4 separate regions of the Mus musculus genome follow, and regions 1, 3 and 4 are each linked to region 2. The links are chromatin contacts, called in public Hi-C and HiChIP or PLAC-seq maps. All regions are on one chromosome and are shown on one strand. The core of a region is the stretch at or near the end of the contact, and the rest is flanking DNA. Distances in the headings are between cores, read along the strand shown. Region 1 has its middle 21 kb from the start of Gm24433. Region 2 overlaps Nudt4 (nudix (nucleoside diphosphate linked moiety X)-type motif 4). Region 3 overlaps Eea1 (early endosome antigen 1). Region 4 holds the start of Eea1 (early endosome antigen 1).

Region 1 (2,926 bases), core at 369-2,868, 370 kb before region 2:
ACTCAAACCTGAAGACAGAAGATGAGGCAGATGACCCATGGAGGGGTGCTGCTTACTGGCTTCCTTATCATGGCTTCCTCAACCTGTGTCCTTCCTTCCTTCCTTCCTTCCTTCCTTCCTTCCTTCCTTCCTTCCTTCCTTTTCCTTTCTTTCTTTCTTCCTTTCTCTCTCTCTCTCTCTCTCTCTCTCTCTCTCTCTCTCTCTCTCTCTCTCTCTCTCTTTCTTTCTTCCTTCTCTCATATATTACATCTCAACCACAGTTTCCTTTCCTTCCCCTCCCCTTACATTTTACTCTTCCCTCATCCTTGCCTCACTTCTCCCCCAGATTCACCCCAACTCTGCCTCCTTTCAGAGAAGACCTCCCAGGAAACACGGCATAGTAAGATACAAAAACACCCAGCACATACCATCAAACCTGGACAAGGCAACCCAGTAGGAGGAGAAGGGTCCCACAAGTAGAATAGAGTCAGAGACAGCCCTATTTCCACTGTTAGGATTTCCACAAGAACACCAAGCTATCCAACCATAACATATATGCAGTGGACCTCGGTCAGATCCCTACACACTCTCTGATCTCTGCAAATTTCCATGAGTCTGGGTCAGCTAATTCTGTCAGCCATGTCCTCATGGTGTCCCTGACCCCTCTGGTTCCTCCCATCCTTCTCCCTCTCCTCTGAAGCACTCTTCACAATCAGCTTCATGTTTGGCTCTGGGACTCTGCATCTGCTCACATCCATTGCTGGATGAAGTCTCTCCGGTCTCTTTGATGACAGTCTTGTTAGGCTCCAGTCGCAGCACACTCTGCGGGCAGGACAGACTGTAGATCAAAGGTTTTTATGGCTGGGTTGGTGTCCCAACCCCTCCACTTGAGATCTTGTCTGGTTACATAAAATGGCTGGTTCAGGCCTCATGTTCCCCATCACTAGGGGTCTTTGTTAAGGTTACTCTTGTAGATTCCATGGAGTTTCCATGGTACCAACTTTACCCCTTGTCCCCTAAAGTCCCCCAATTCCACTCTCATTTCTCCCAGTATTTTCACTCTCTTCCCCCACACACCTGATCCCTCCTTCTCAACCCCACCCATCCCCACACCACGTGCAAAATCTATTTCCCCTTCTCGGGGAGATGTTTGTGCCCCGGCGCCACCCTTGGGTCTATGAACTGAAGCATGTTTGTCTTTACTTTACAGCTAATATCCACTTATAAACAAGCACATACCACCATGAGCTAGTTCTTCTGTGTTGTTGTTATGATCAGAGAAGGATTCTAAATTCTTGAGCAACAGGAAAATTCTAAACTATATCCATATAAGTCTAGCGAGACCTGGGTGTAGGGATATAATAGCTGGGAAGTCAAATGATTACCTGGCATGGGCAAAGCCCTGTGTTCTACTCCCAGCAACACAGAAATGTAATGGCAAACCAAACAAAAATGGTCCTCACTTCACGGCACAATCTGAAAAAGTAGACAGGATTTGATTTCCCAGTTTGCTTTCAAGTAAAGCGCTTAGAAAAACTCCATGGGAGTTTTAGCCAGTGCAGTGCTCTCACCTACTGCTCTTCCTCAGGCAGGCCTGCCTGGCAGAGCAAATTCGACCATCAACAGAAGCAAGAAATTCAAAACATTTCCCCAAACAGCAGAAGATGAGGAAGCAGGCCATGTTGACACAGCAACTAATTCCTTACAAATGCCAAGGAAACAAGGGGACTGCTGCGTTCTTTAACATTCCAGATCTGTGCATCATAGGACTGCAAATTTGTTTATTGCTGTGTTTTATTGCCTACAACCTAAAAGACCTGTAATTGATATGTTAAGGTCTGTGTGTGTTCTGTAATTATTGGCTTTAACTCCAGTTACCGATTAAAGATCTGCCTGCTGGGGCCTTAAGGAAACCCAGGGTAAGGAAATGACAAGGTCTGAGGACCTACTGAAGAATTGGCAGGAAACATTTCTATGTTGTTCTCAGCCAGAGTGGGAAGAAACAATAAACTAAGAACTATGAGTGATGAAACAGGAGGGAGAGGGGGAGGGGGAAGAGGGGGGGGAGAGGGAGGGTGAGGGGTTGATTTACTACAGCAAATTGGGCCCAAGGAAAGAATGTAAAAATACACGGAGCATTGGGGGGTTGGAGGGTTGTTTGGCTCTGTGCTTTAGAATATTTGCTGCTCTTGCAGAGGACCCAAGTTCTTAGTACCCACTAGGTGATTCACAACTATCCATAACTGCAGGTGATCTAACACCTTCCGTAGACATCCAGCAATTGCATGGTACACAGACATACCTTCAAGCAAAATATTTATAAACATAAAACTAAAATCAAATGTGGGCCAGTGAGATTGCTCCACAGATAAAAGCACTTGCAGTGCAGGCTGGGGAACTGAGTTTAATCTCTGGAATGCTGTTGGGACATTTCCTCACCTGTGTAAAGGTGTGTCTCTGTATTTTCAATTGTTAATTGTTGGGCCCTGCAGAGAGCACAGTGCTGGCAGGATCTTGGTATTTCTACTGTCATTTCTATAGACCATCACCAGCTTTCTATATGTAAATCCTTGTCCTTTATCCCCTGACCAAAAGTTGATTCTCTGAGGTTATCATATTAAAAAGAAAGGTGCTGCCATGAAGGTCAACCCAAAGAAATGGATCAGGAGTGGTCTTACTGCAGATTGGCTCAGACTGAAGTATGGAATTTTATAAAATAAAAAGCTGACTGCCTGAGGTAGGTCAGGAAGAACTGGAGCAGGACTTCTGGGCAGGCATAGATAGACGCTGGCAGACTCAGGGAGATGAGGAACGGGGTAGAAGAGAGATGGAAGGAATTAGAAGCAGGCAGCGAGAACCACATAGAGAGACGGCATGGCAGAGAAGTCAGGGTAAGTTAGTAGCTAGCGGAGACTACCCCCAGTAAAAGGCCAACAGCTTAAACTCT
Region 2 (2,813 bases), core at 303-2,802:
TCAGCTGTGAACTACTACTATGCCTACCATCTTCAGTGCAAAGTTTTTTTTTTGTGTGTGTGTGTGTGTGTGTGTGTGTGTGTGTGCGCGCGCGTGCATGCCTGTGCTCATGTATGCACACGTGTAAAGGCTAGAGAACAGCTTTTGGGAATGATTTTCCTCTACTGTAGGCTCCCAAGATCCAACTCAGCTTTTCTGTGCTGAGCCATCCTGCCAATGCCAATTTTGAGGTGTGTGTTTTATATATACACACTTCTGTCTGCATTGCTACACTATGCACCGTCACACTGGAAACAGCCGTGCTGGTCACTGGGCCAGAGCCCTGAATTAAAATGCTTTTTTTCTCTATTCAAGCAGAATCAAGACCGGAAGCACAGAACATATGTTTATGTTCTGACTGTCACTGAAATATTGGAAGACTGGGAAGACTCCGTGAATATAGGTGAGCTTCTGTTCCTTTACTCCGTCCCTCCCACCTGCCATTCCTTCTGGTCCCTCCCACCTTCTGCCATTCCTTCTTAACTGATTTTTTTGGTTACTGTTTTGAGAGGGGTGAACATGTAGTTCTACTTTTGAACTACCTTATGATTTTTCCCTACCATATTATTAAGTCATTTAGGAAGTAAAAAACTCATTGTTTGGGGGGAAAGAAAGGAAATCTTGTATATTAGTAGGGTATGCCTTCTTAAACTGACCTGACAGTGACTGCTGCTGTACTCTTCTCTAGGAAGGAAGAGAGAGTGGTTCAAAGTAGAAGATGCAATCAAGGTTCTTCAGTGTCATAAGCCTGTCCACGCAGAGTATCTGGAAAAACTAAAGCTGGGCTGTTCTCCGACCAATGGAAATTCCTCGGTCCCTTCCCTCCCAGATAACAATGCCTTGTTTGTGACTGCTGCGCCGCCCTCTGGGGTGCCATCCAGTATAAGATAGAGGGTTGGGGTCCCTCCCCCATCATGTGATGCACATGTCACAAGGAGAGGCTCTTTCACTTCTAACACACCTGACTGCTGCTGGCAAACTCTGTATTTGCTATGCAGGGATTTCAAATAATTTGCATGTATTTCATCTGCTTTCAAGTCTTTTAAAATAAATAACAAAATAGCAAAAAATATTTTAAGATGCCAAAGCCATGTGGAATTTTTTTTAAAGCCTTCATTGTACCCCATTCCTTTGGTTTTCATTTTTATAACCTTTTTGACATTTTCACTTTTGTCCACTTAACATTCTATGGTTTGTTTTGACAGATCAACTGGTTATTGGGTATATTTTTTGCCCAATTTTTTTTTTTCTTACAGTATCAAAATAGACACCAAATCTTTGTTGGGAATTAATGAAAAATTCTTGGTATTTAAAGAAATCTATCCACCCCAAAACTTAAAGAGAGTCATATTCTCCCTTTGTAAACTGCAGATTTGGGCCGTGTTTGTATGGGCCAGGAGCCTTTGACAAAGCACTTCAGCTTCCTGTTTCTGAGAATTTGTTCACAGGCAGAATTATGTCACGGTCCATGTACTAGGACCGGTTCCCCTCTGCCACAGTGATTTGATGTGAAAGTGTGCCGTCTTTTAGGGAAAACTGTCAGTACTTACACGTGGCTCTGCATAGCTCATCCTGAAACTGGTTATAGAAATCTATTTAGCACGCTCAGCTGCTATTTCCCTTCTTTGACATAGACTCTATTAGGGGCCACATTTCCCTCAAGGGTGAGTACTCTTTAAATATATTTTCAGTTTCTGATTTAGAGACATTGTTCACCACTGGACTAGACTAACCTTGGATGCCGGTCAGTGACGACTTTGTCACACTAAATAAGATGGCTGTTCTAGGCCTAAGACACTGTCTTGAGGGTCAGTAAGTGACGAGTCAGATGAGTTAACTGTGGGGAAACTAGAACATTCGAGCCAAGAATTATTGTACCTCGCCTTTGTGCTGACTCAAAATTGGCCATCCCATGAAAAAGTACCATGACTTCATGGAGGAAGTGAAGGGGGAGAAGAGGAAAAGATCTTTAGCCATTATTAACCTTTTGTAAATACTCTAACTGGCAAGCTTAAGACAGTGAAGACATTTGTTCTGTCGCTTGTTAACCTTTAAACTGTAATAGTGCTGCTGACAAGGGTCCTTGCCTGTAAGGAAAACTGGCACCGTTTCCATAATGAGATCTTGGGCCACCGATGCAGCAGAACTAAAAGCATTAGATTCCAAAGCAGAAGAACTCAGCCAGTAGTACTCATTCTAAATTATGTAGTGTAACCAAGCGTGATCGTCCAGACCTTTTATATTTTTCTTTGTACAGAGGTCATGTACTCTGGGTGTTTTAAAAGAAACATTTTAAAGAAACCCACAGATTGTCATTCTCTATCTTGTTTTCTCACGATTCTCTGCAATTCTTCCCTGTACTAAACACAACAGAGAAACTGGACTGTTTTGTATAGAATACTGCTTCCAGCAAATAAACCATCACAAGTGCTTGGGGGTTTGTATGTACACGATACTCTCAGAGGTAATAATGCATGAACCTATTTTATATGTAAAATATGTACAGTATTCATGTCAACCATCTCTTTAAAAGTTAGCCTATAAATATTGTTGTATAATTTCTTTGGTCAGAAACATTTGGACTAAGTCATGTCACCTGGGTCAGGATTTCTTTCAGTGCCATTTAGCAAACTGTCTTTAGTCTATGCAAATAGCAAAGATTTACAGAATGCAACTGAATGCAGCTTCACTGTTAAATTTCACCTGAGGGCTCCTCATTATTCTTCTGGAACCCAGAACTTGAAAGATCTAAAGGAAATTGAATCTAGTAGAGC
Region 3 (2,848 bases), core at 51-2,550, 440 kb before region 2:
TTGATGTTTTAAAAACTGATAACTGATTCTCTCTTAAAGCAATGTATATAGATGATTGATTGATAGATGATAAACAGACAGATATAGATAGATTGATGATAGATATAGATGATAGACGATATATGATAGAAACAGATGATAGATAGATAGATAGATAGATAGATAGATAGATAGATAGATAGATAGATAGATAGATGGTAGATAAATAGTAGTCTAATTTTTAATTGTGTGTATGCATAAGCACATGTATGCAGGAGGCCAGAAGAGGACACTGGATCCCCTGGAACTGCAGTTACCAGCACCTGGGAGCTGCCTGATGTGCGTGCAGGGGATTGAGCCTGGGCCCTCAGCAAATGCAGCAAGCACACTTAATTACTGAGCCATCTCTCCAGCCCCTTCACTTCTTTTGAGACAAGGTCTTGCTATGCAGCCTAGACTGTCTTTGAACTCATTTTCTGGCCTCTGACTTCCAAGTGCTGGGATTACACACACACTATCATACCTAACACAGCAAATTCTTAATGGCACATGTTTAAGAAGGTTATCTTTGCTTTCCATATATGTTCCCAAATTCATTAGAATTATACAGATTATTTAATAGGCTGTTACACAAAAAATAAATTAGGAAAGTATTTATATCAAGCCCCTTACAAAAGAGTATAATGCTTAATTTTCAACAATAAAAATAAACAACTAATAAACATGCTTTAAGAATTTAAAGTGCAATTACTTGCTGCTGTAGCCCTTGATATTTTTCTAATTCTTTCTTTAATTCTTCTGAGTACCATTTTTCTTCCTGATAAGAAAGATTTTAATTAGTAAATTTTAAAGCAGTTTTTAATGTGAAACTCTAAAAATAAACAATCATTAGCATGTTTATTTTTACCTTAAGTGAGGCCTGTAGGTCTTGGACCTCTTGTCTGAGTAGTGTTATGTCATCTCTAAAGATGCATGAGGAGAGAGGAAAGGTCTTTTAATTTACGAGCTTAGCAAGTGATAATCAGAAACTTTTAATGTTATAGCTTTCTCAATTATTTTAAAAACACTGAATGTTTTCTGTATATAAAAGCCTTTAGAAAAAATAATTTCAGTCTTAAAAGTACATGGTTTGCAAACACAAACAATTCTCAAGCAAATAATAAGCTAATTACCAAGTGCCTAGAGCAGAAACAAAGTTGCCAACAATACTCAGGAATGGCTCCCTGACACAGTTTGGGTAAAATCCAAAGCTGCCAGCAGTACTGTAAAATGTGCATGATCTGCCCCTGCCTGGTCACTCTCCCCTTCATTCACTTGGCTGTATAACACTGGATTGTTTCTGACTCAAACCCACAAGAAGTTACGTAAGCTGACAAGCTAGGGAGGAAGACCATGATAATTGAGGACAGATTTAAATTAAGTAGTATGAGAACATTACAATTTCCAGAAAGTAATTAATGTTGACATAGCAATTATATCACATGTGCAGTCCATGACAATATCCCATTTCAAACTAGTATACTGTACCGTGTCAAAGCAAGACCGGCCTCTCCACCATGACCCGAGTCATTACCAGCATCATGAACGGCCTGATAGTGCTTGAAAAGCTCATCAGCAGAGCCAAGGGATTTCATACACTGGGGACATATGAAACCCTATAAAACGGGGAACCAGAAAGTTTAAAAACTATTTAATTTTGAAGAACAACACTTAGCATTTATGAAATATAGCCAAATTTCATAGTCATACCATAATTGCCATTAAATAAACTGTAATGTATAATGATAAGCCACAATTCTATTATCAAGCAAAGGTATTTATTTCACTAACAGTTCTGCTTAAAGTATATAAAACATAAAGAAAACACAGCTATCTTTTAGGCTGTACCAAATTAATGGCTAAAGAAATGAATGAGACATTAGTTTGAGTTTTTTTTTTTTTTTTCGTTTGTGAGACAGGGTCTCACTATGTAGCCTTGCATATCCAAAAACTCACAACGTAAATCAGGATGGCCTTGAACTCACAGAGCTCTACTTGCCTCTGCCTTCTGAGCACTGGAATTTAAGGGGTGTGCCATGACAACAAGTTCTAGATTATTAGTTGAAAACATTTTCCACCACAATTTTTCTGTGTGTGTATTCTCATTAAAGTAACAATTGTTCTAATCTAATTCATAGGAATATAAAAAAAAGGTAAGCTGTTGAAATGATTTTGTCACCAAAGGGAAAAATCAAGACCGTAAGTGTCTCACACAGAGCTCTATTGGCCAAGTGTTGCAAGCAGAAAATACCTATCAGAGTGATGGTGCACACCTATAATTTCAGCAACCCTGAAAGAGAGGCAAAAGGACCAGAAGTTTAAAGTCATCTCAAGCACATAGTAAGACCAACATTGGGTACATGAGACCCTGCTTCAAACTAAATGGACAGACAAACAAATAAATAATTGCTAGCCTAAGGCTAACATAATAAAAGCCCTAAGCTAATGAAAAGTCTAATAAAACATAAGCAGCCGATAATCCCAGAATATATGATTTATGACTATCATTGATAATGCTGTTAAGCACTCTGCTATAATTTCATGTTTTCTGTGTTTGGGGTTACAATACAGGACTGAATCATAAAATCAGCATACTTGGCTATAGCTTTAATATTCCACAAAATACATTTGAAGCTATTTTACTAATAGTAAACATTTTATTACATCAATGACAAAAGTATTTATTACAATAAAATAATAAAAACATTTCAAAAACGCCCTTACAAATTAACTGTTAGAGGTAGCTAGAACAACTAAAACTGTTTTCTATTGGATCCATACTACACACCAGAAATTTGCCCTACACAATCTCATTTAAAGTTCATGCCTA
Region 4 (2,700 bases), core at 79-2,578, 390 kb before region 2:
ATCCAATGTCCCCACAGAGGGCCAGAGCAGACGTTAACTATGTTTCCTCTGATGTATGACCAGATGACTTCAATGTTTCACAGAAGCTGTCTAAACAGAATCTTCCCTTCCTGTGTACTGGCTGACTCAACCCTCCTTGGCACATTTCTTAACTAAATGCTACACATTCAGTAAGTTCTTGTCCTTTGAACTAATTCTCCTACTCTCTAGGTAACATCTCTTTACATTAACCAGCTGCAGAAGGGAGCGAATGGAAGCTATCCAAAACACTTGAGTAGGCAACTCTTATTAGAAGCGATTTTAATTATGTTATTCTAGGAACTGGTACCTAAACAAAACATCTACGGCTTTCCAACGCTCTTACCTTTTTACCCTCAAGATTTCCCAGATTTTACATTGAGATAGCCCTGGTGGAAACTAAACTGGAGTGTATCTGCCGTTTGAGCCATTTAGTCCTGGATAACTAAAATGAGGTTCTGGGTCTTGGAGAGGAAAATGCACTTGTAATTCTTAAAAGAAACTTTCCAACAGTGAGTAATATCTTCCTTCTCCACCGACTTTGGCAGTTCAGCGTCTTCAAGTCCCAGGACTAGGCCGGGTCTCCCATGACCCTCCTGTACCGTGCAGATAGATGAGTAAGGAGGCAGACAGGCAGGTGCGTGTCGTGGGAAGGTGGTGGCACGCTGGGGCAGGGAAGGGCCCCGCAGCCGCCCGCAGCCGAGCACCCACGGGCGCGGAGCCGGGAGCGGGGAGCGGGGAGGGGCGCGCGCGGGCACCACACCCTCCAGCCCGTGGTGACAGCCCCGAGCGCGGGAGCCGAGGCTGGAGGCCCTCCGGGCTCCGGCCTGCGCCCCGCCCCACCCGCAGCCCGGCTCCGGCAGGACCAGCAGGCCTCGGCGCACGCTGTCACCGGGCCTAGCGGAGCTCTGAGCGCCCCCGCCCTCCAGCCCGGGCTGCCCCGCGGCCGGGCTCGGACGCTCGCGCTCACGTGCTGCCGGAAGGACGGTTTCACTCTTACCCTCTGCAAGATCCTTCGAAACATGGTTTGGCCGGCCGCCGCCGCCGCCGTCACCGCCGCCGCCGCCGCGGGGACTCTCCGCGCCCTTATGCGGGTTACTCACGACTGGAGGGCGCGAGGGGCCGGCAGCCGAGCCGGGAGGGAGGAGGGCGGGGAAGAGGCGGCGGTGGACGCGGCTTTGGCGGCCCCGACTTCCCCACAGGCGGCGAGAGGCTCACGAGCACGAGCCAGCGAGGAGGGAGCCAGCGAGCGCCCGCCTGCCGGGCCGCCCCCGTAACTGACAGCTGGGCGGGCCCGCCCGCCCGGGGCCGAGGGGCGGAGCCGCTGCAGCCCCGCCTCCTCGGCCTGTCCATCCGCGGGGAGGGCGGGGCCGGAGGGAGGGCCGGCCCGAGGCTTCGACCAATCGGAAGCGGGGCTAGTGTGAGAGACAGGCCACAGGAAGCTGGTGCCTTGGCTTCTTCCGCCGAGAGCTTGGACCTTGGGTGCCGGACCCTGCTCGGGAATGTTGAGGGTTGCCTGGTGTTCTGATGGAGAAGATGCGTGGGGACCTCACGGGTCCCGCCTGGAGGTGTCCCCCACACGGGGATGGAAGAACAGGTTTTAGAGCTAACTTCAGCTGAGCCCCAGCCTAGGATGGAAGTTTGCTAGCGCTCTTAGTGCAGCAACCCCGAGCCGGATCCTCCTCTTGGCTGGAAAGGCTGATTCGACCTCTAAACTCCAAGCCATTGTGGACCCGAGAAACCAAGGCTTACTTAACTGTGTTGGGCTTCCCCCTGCTTTTCCATACCCAGGTTACCCGCTTCCTTCCTGCTTCTGATTGCAATCAGAGCAACAATAAAACATGGGAGGAGGCTGGGTTTGGGATTAACTAGAGAAGTTTGGGTTTATCCTTTTGTGACAGGGCAAAGGTTTCTTCATCTTATTTCAGCTGGAGCCATCCTTGTTTTAAGCTGAAACACACACACTTTTACTAGCCCTTCCGTGGGAAAGCACCTAACTATGTTCTAAAAGCAAGGGGTAGAAATACCCCAGCTAACTTCGTGTCCTTGGCTTCTGTTTAACCACTTGCTTGCTTCCTCCTTCAACTGCCAGCTAGGATGTGAGTTTTCTGTGTTCTTTGTCTCTAGAAACTCTCTGTAATGTGCATTCGGGGTTGCTCTGTTATAAGTGTTTCTCTCCCAGGCAATTCCAGTGCTTGGGAGGCCTCTGCCAGGTTCTAGATGACTAAACTGCACAAGGTGAAACTTGGGATACTGACAGTACCTAGTGACCTGGGAGCTGAGAGAGCAATCAGAAAGGCTGGGAACTGGGGATGCCTAGATTGTGGGGTGGGGGAAAGCATTGAATACCTCAGGTAAGGTTTCTCTATCTGTAGCTAATAATCCTAGGGACTTGTGGAAAAGCTAAATGCAGTGTCAGTTTCTGAGTCGGTGGGGCCTCCAGGACGCTGTTAGGTCAGGATTGTGGGGGTGGGGGGGCTACCAGATTTGAGAACTTTGTCCTATTTTTGTATTGTGTAGATTGCTTGTGCTGTTCATTGTTCTTGAGAAATTTAAAATCATGGGTCAAAATTCTTCTACCCAGAAAACCCCTTGAATCTGATGAACTCTCATTTTAAGAGTCTCCAGAGGAAAGCTCACGAGTCTGGAGAACAGATCTCAACGGGAAAATTAACTACTTTG

What was found. Hi-C and Micro-C count contacts between places; a contact is called where the count stands out from the background. HiChIP or PLAC-seq counts read pairs in DNA pulled down with a chosen protein or histone mark.
Region 1: a Hi-C map of bone marrow-derived macrophages shows a contact between it and region 2, with 31 read pairs. The contact joins two enhancer-like sites. A contact is called at or near these places in 17 of 39 promoter capture datasets (3T3-L1-derived adipocytes, the C10 cell line, the HPC-7 cell line and 13 more), 1 of 15 datasets of contacts at CTCF or cohesin (the NIH/3T3 cell line), 3 of 484 Hi-C or Micro-C datasets (the G1E-ER4 cell line, bone marrow-derived macrophages and embryonic stem cells), 5 of 115 datasets of contacts at active chromatin or transcription factors (embryonic basal ganglia, embryonic limb bud, embryonic stem cells and 1 more) and 3 of 9 other capture datasets (embryonic stem cells, liver and pancreatic islet).
Region 3: a Hi-C map of bone marrow-derived macrophages shows a contact between it and region 2, with 14 read pairs. The contact joins two enhancer-like sites. A contact is called at or near these places in 8 of 39 promoter capture datasets (the C10 cell line, the HPC-7 cell line, cranial neural crest and 5 more), 2 of 484 Hi-C or Micro-C datasets (T follicular helper cells and bone marrow-derived macrophages) and 2 of 115 datasets of contacts at active chromatin or transcription factors (embryonic basal ganglia and fibro-adipogenic progenitors).
Region 4: an H3K4me3 HiChIP or PLAC-seq map of bone marrow-derived macrophages shows a contact between it and region 2, with 5 times the contacts expected there. The contact joins the promoter of Eea1 here to the enhancer-like site in region 2. A contact is called at or near these places in 25 of 39 promoter capture datasets (the 3T3-L1 cell line, 3T3-L1-derived adipocytes, the C10 cell line and 14 more), 1 of 15 datasets of contacts at CTCF or cohesin (the NIH/3T3 cell line), 7 of 484 Hi-C or Micro-C datasets (B cells, the HPC-7 cell line, bone marrow-derived macrophages and 3 more), 20 of 115 datasets of contacts at active chromatin or transcription factors (the 230-238 cell line, acute myeloid leukemia, bone marrow-derived macrophages and 15 more) and 5 of 9 other capture datasets (adipose tissue, embryonic stem cells, liver and 2 more).

The regions. Positions count from the first base shown.
Region 1 is chr10:95,917,738-95,920,663 of GRCm38.p6, reverse strand. No RefSeq gene overlaps it. Among named protein-coding and RNA genes, the nearest start is that of Gm24433, 21 kb to the right of the region's middle. Within about 2 kb of position 1,618, at least 16 of the 459 cell types and tissues checked have an H3K27ac peak or open chromatin away from gene starts, as enhancers often do. A contact at or near this core is called in bone marrow-derived macrophages, where this site is marked.
Region 2 is chr10:95,547,405-95,550,217 of GRCm38.p6, reverse strand. Nudt4 (nudix (nucleoside diphosphate linked moiety X)-type motif 4) reads left to right here. Exons shown (of 5, transcript NM_027722.5): 4 at 358-442; 5 at 728-2,813. The coding sequence ends at 930. Among named protein-coding and RNA genes, the nearest start is that of Mir3058, 11 kb to the left of the region's middle. Within about 2 kb of position 1,552, at least 30 of the 459 cell types and tissues checked have an H3K27ac peak or open chromatin away from gene starts, as enhancers often do. A contact at or near this core is called in the 230-238 cell line, adipose tissue, bone marrow-derived macrophages and 2 more, where this site is marked.
Region 3 is chr10:95,988,348-95,991,195 of GRCm38.p6, reverse strand. It overlaps Eea1 (early endosome antigen 1), which reads right to left. Exons shown (of 29, transcript NM_001001932.3): 3 at 1,507-1,634; 4 at 887-941; 5 at 731-796. Among named protein-coding and RNA genes, the nearest start is that of Eea1, 49 kb to the right of the region's middle. Within about 2 kb of position 1,300, at least 4 of the 459 cell types and tissues checked have an H3K27ac peak or open chromatin away from gene starts, as enhancers often do. A contact at or near this core is called in bone marrow-derived macrophages, where this site is marked.
Region 4 is chr10:95,939,291-95,941,990 of GRCm38.p6, reverse strand. It overlaps Eea1 (early endosome antigen 1), which reads right to left and starts at 1,328. Exons shown (of 29, transcript NM_001001932.3): 1 at 1,019-1,328. The coding sequence starts at 1,042.